Linked DNA regions of Gossypium hirsutum: region 2 is linked to region 1. The links are chromatin contacts, called in public Hi-C maps. All regions are on one chromosome and are shown on one strand. The core of a region is the stretch at or near the end of the contact, and the rest is flanking DNA. Distances in the headings are between cores, read along the strand shown.

Region 1 (2,541 bases), core at 22-2,521:
ATGTGCCGTTAGAAACTAATTATATAAAAAAAGAGACTCTTTTTAAATTCCTTTTTATTTTTCTAAAATATTTTCATATTTGAAAATTAAATTAAATTTATATTAAATTGAAAATGGAACCAGTTTGAAAAAAAATTATACTAAAAATTATTTCAAAAACTCGAACTAAAAACTTTATTTAAATAATATACATATTCTCATCGCTTGATTTAGGGTGGGTTTGGATAGGCGATTGGGTATGGTGCGGTGCGTTTAGCCTACTTTTTGTCGCACGCTACAGTATTGCTACAGTATTTAATCTCACCGCCACTGCTGTTTTTACACTAACCGCAGGTAAACGCACCGCCCATCCAAACTAACCCTTATTCTATTTATCTTTCGCCTAATACATTGTCATTCAAAATAAAGTAAAAGATCGGAGGTTTAATGCAGGTCATGTCAATGTAATGAAATGAAAATGAAATTCATCTGAGTTGAATGAGCCAACGATAGGGCCCACCTAGAAGCATAGCATAGGGCCCACTTAGAAGCATAGTATAGGGCCCATCAAGAAGCTCAAGCCATCGGGAGGAAATTGCCGTTGACTTCCTCCTTCATTTTTTTTATATTAATTAATTTTCTATTGCTAGCTGTCATGATGTTTTTGTTTTCAAATTTGGTTAAAAATTAAAATTATTTATTTTCCCTTCAATTTATAAAAAAAATCTTTTAATTTTTTATTTAATTTTTTTCTTTTAAAATTGTGTTGTTTATCAAATTATCTCAAAGTAAATGAAAAAAATTAACGTCGGTTAACTTTCTTAATATGACATTCATGTAGGGTGACACTCTACATGTATTTTATAATAATAATTAATTGATTCTTTTTTAAAATTAAAAATATTAAAAAATATTTTTTTAGAATTTTCATACTTTTTAAATAATTTAATAATTTTTATAATATTTTTAGATTTTTTAAAAAATTAATTAATTATTGAGATGACATCTATGTGTATGCCAATTAAGCAAAGTTAATAGACATTAACTTTTCTATCTATTTTAAAATAATTTGATAAGTAATATTAATTTAAAAATTAAATAAAATGTTAAAATAAATTATTATGGCTTAGAAATTTTGTTTTGGTTTTTGAGCTGGAATTCTGATTTGTAAATTTGTAAGGATAAAACGAAAATCTGAAATTTATATTAATTAAAGACTAATTTTTTATCACTCCAATTGTGATGAAGTCTTGTTGATAAATTCTTTATTAAATGGTAAGCAAATTGAAGAAAAGAGTGTAAAATGGGAGGTTGAAATGAGAAATAAGTGACAGAAACAAGAGGAGGATTTGATTAGTATATAAAACCAAGGAAAAAGTCCAAACAAACACCAAGTCTCCATTATCCCGTTCTCCTCCACATCCCATCTACTTGGTTGCTTCGCCCCTCGTTCTTCTCTTCTTCCTCGAACCTCAAGAAAGCTTTTCTTTTTTCTTTTAAAGTCAATAATCCTTTTGACTTGCTATATCTATTCAATCCCAAAGAAAAGATATCGAAATTGCAAAAAGAAAACAAGTTATCAGACCATATGGGGAACTGCTTTGGTACTCAAGTTGATCATCATAGCCAGCCACCCACCCCAGGTACGTACAAACAAACTTGCCTTGGATTTTCCGACAGCAGCAACCACCCCAACCAAACCAATTCATATGATTGAACACACATGCAGAAGATACGAAGAAGCTAAAGGACAGCAGCAACCAACATGGAGTGGTGCCACCTACAGGAAACAAAGAAAGCGGTGGCGGTGAAGGGAACGAAACAAGCAGTGGAAGAAGCAAGGAGGGCGAAGGAGGAGGAGTTCCGGCCAGTGGAAAGATTGTGAGCACCACCTTGAAAATATTCACTTTGGCAGAACTTAAGGCAGCCACCAGAAATTTCAGACCTGATACGGTGCTGGGTGAGGGAGGTTTCGGTAGAGTGTTTAAAGGTTGGGTTGATGATAAAACCTATGCTCCTTCTAAAGTCGGAGTTGGCATCGCTGTTGCCGTCAAGAAATCTAATCCCGATAGCTCTCAAGGCTTGCAAGAATGGCAGGTATTTTACTTTTTTATTTTATTTTATTTCTTATTTCCCATTCATTCTTACAAACATTTATCAACCATGTTAATTTCATTTTAGGACTCTTATTAAATTCATTTTTATCTTTACTTTTAGTACTTTTAAAAAAAATAAATTTATTTTATTCTTAAGTTCGTGTATAATCAGAATAGTCATTATATGATTGAATGAAGAGGCGTATTTGATAATGTAAACACCAGCCAGCAGAATTATTTTGTTTTCCGAAATATACGGCGCGTGTTATTTTATGTATACTTTTCTATGCTTTTTATAATTTGGCCTCATTTTCCATGAGATAGTTGGAATTTTATTACTGTATGTTCATGCAGGTTTAACACAATTGATTTATATTTTATGTATTCCCAGGTTCTCATTGTCTACTTATTTATCAATGTTAGGTTTAGTTGGAGTATTTTTTTTTCTTTTACACGGCAATAAATC
Region 2 (2,541 bases), core at 28-2,527, 250 kb before region 1:
TTTTGTTTTTATAATGTAGATAAACAAACATTTTTATTTGTTTCTCATTAACTTCACCTTTTCCAATTTTATAAGGTAGATAAACAAACATTTTTTGTTTCTTTTAGTTGAAAAAAGAAAAATAAATAGATGCTCTTTTTCTTTTGGATGCTTTGTGACTTTATCTTTTTTTAATAAAAATTTTGTGTTTAATACAATTAATTAATTTTAGATTATAACATAGGTAAAAAGTTTTATATAAAAATTATATAAATAACAAATGAAACTTTAGTTGAAATCATAAAATTGAGATAACTTGAGAAGTAATGCATTCAAATAATAGTGTACTATTTTAAAATATAGTAAATAAAATTTTTTAATATTTTAATATAATTAAATATAAAAATAAAAAACATTTTAATATAAATTAATATAAAAATAATTATATTAAGAATGTTATTAAATTATATTTAATAATAATTATATTAAAATAGGATTAAATTATTTATTTTTATTTTTATTTTTATTAAATTATATTTGATAATAATCTTATTAAAATTTAATAACCACATCTAAACAAAATTCTGGTAAAGGTATTATGGTCATTTTAGTTTTTTTTCTTTATGCTATTACATATCTATTTCATTCAACCAAACACAATAATACAATTACAGTTATATTTCATTAAATTCAACCAAATAATTGAATTACTGATTACAGCTCTATTCCATTGTAACTTTATTACATTATAGCTCTATTCTATTCTAGTGAACTAAACGTGCCCTAAATTGTTAAACTGAAAATATAATTAAAAAAAAAACATATTAATAATGTTTATCAAATTAAATTTATATTTTTCAATTATAGTAAAAATTAATTACATTCATCGACTAAAGTAGAATAAATATAAATATAAAATTATAAAAAATCAAATGTTAATAATACATAAAAGAATTAATATATAAGAAATTAATAATAATATTATCTAAATTATAATATTTTATTATTCAAATCATGATGATTTTTTGTATTATTTTACTAATAAATATTTTTAAAATTATATAACATTAATATAATTGATTTTAAATTAGTTAAATATTTTAAAAAAAGTTTTATAATTACATTACCTTTTCAATTCATTAATTGTTTTTTAAATAATTTCATTAAAATTTTTAAAATAATTATTTTTTAAAGAATTTCATTAAAATTTTTAAACAAAGATTTATATTATAAAAAAATATTACAAATTTAATGTAAATAATGAAATTCGTGTCACGTGAGAGTGGGGCACATCCCATCCATTTCACGTGACTTTCCCTCCACGCCGGCATCCTATCCCAGTGATTCCACTCCCTTGCTCCATCAAAGAAAAAAAAAACACCAATATTTCCATTAAAAAATAACAAAAATAATAAAGGGCAAGAAAAAAAAGAATACAGTAATGAGATTGGAGGAGAGATAGCAGCAGAGACAATGAAGAGGAAGAAGGGAAGACCCTCCCTCTTAGAACTCCAGAAACGCTCTCTCAAACAACATCAACAGCAGCAAGCGCTTCAACAAAACCCCCTAAATGTCCTAAACACTATTTCTTCTACCAATTCCAGCCGTCGATCCGCTCGCCGGAACCCCAATCTCCACGGAGGCTCCCCAATTCCCGATTGGATTGCCGGAGGAGGTGGTGATGATGATGATGATGACGACGACGACGAGCGCCAACAGAAGAAGCATAAGCTATTGCTCGGCCTCAATTCTTCTCGTAATCATCACCATTATCCGATTCCTTCGGCGCACAATTCGGCCTCCTGCGGTTCCGATTCGAACGCGGATGGTGGCGATCCCGAGGCATCCCTCAAGCGACGAAAGGTTACCACCCTCAGTCCTAGATCTGATCAAATGGTGATTAGTTATCCATGAATATATATAAAAAATCAAAATAGCTTTTTGTGGGTTTTTGGAAGTGATGTCTTTTGAAACAAAAACAGACAAAAGAAGAACGAAAAAAGAAAAGAAAAAGAGAGATTTTCCTATACTTTGTTTGGATATTTTTATTTATTTCCTTTTTGAAATTGAACTTTTGGATTTCGCGCGTGAATTGCATTCTTGTGATTGGATCGGAGATTATGGACATTGGACAGGTTTGACTAAGTCGTGAACTGTGCTTTTCTTTTTTCTTTTTTGGTTATTTGATATTTATCTTACTTTTTTTTTATTTTTTTATTTTCGGAAAACTTGATTTTGTCTTGAAAATCTTCTTTATTTCCTAATTCTACAAATTTTATTCTTTATTATCTTGTATTTATCTGGCCTTTATTTATGTGCAGAATAAGATATGCACAGACCATCATGTCTGAAGACCCAAAAGCTTCAATTTGTCTTTTCTTTAATATTAAGAATAATTCGCTTATCAAAAACAAAATAATAATTCTACTTTTTATTTCTGCTCATTTTAATGCTACTTTTCATCACCAATTCTTCAATGAACAAGGCAAACCATCTCCATCTGTAGTTTCTATTTGGGTTGTTAAATATGTTGTCTTGTTTGCAGGGAGAAAAAGTATCCAA

What was found. Hi-C and Micro-C count contacts between places; a contact is called where the count stands out from the background.
Region 2: a Hi-C map of leaf shows a contact between it and region 1, with 2.6 times the contacts expected there. The contact joins the promoter of LOC107910682 here to the promoter of LOC107908088 in region 1. A contact is called at or near these places in 8 of 34 Hi-C or Micro-C datasets (anther, callus, leaf and 1 more).

The regions. Positions count from the first base shown.
Region 1 is chrD02:24,129,467-24,132,007 of Gossypium_hirsutum_v2.1, reverse strand. It overlaps LOC107908088 (probable serine/threonine-protein kinase PIX13), which reads left to right and starts at 1,271. Exons shown (of 6, transcript XM_041088683.1): 1 at 1,271-1,622; 2 at 1,709-2,076. The coding sequence starts at 1,568.
Region 2 is chrD02:24,375,808-24,378,348 of Gossypium_hirsutum_v2.1, reverse strand. It overlaps LOC107910682 (bromodomain-containing protein DDB_G0270170), which reads left to right and starts at 1,277. Exons shown (of 9, transcript XM_016838639.2): 1 at 1,277-1,875; 2 at 2,525-2,541. The coding sequence starts at 1,453.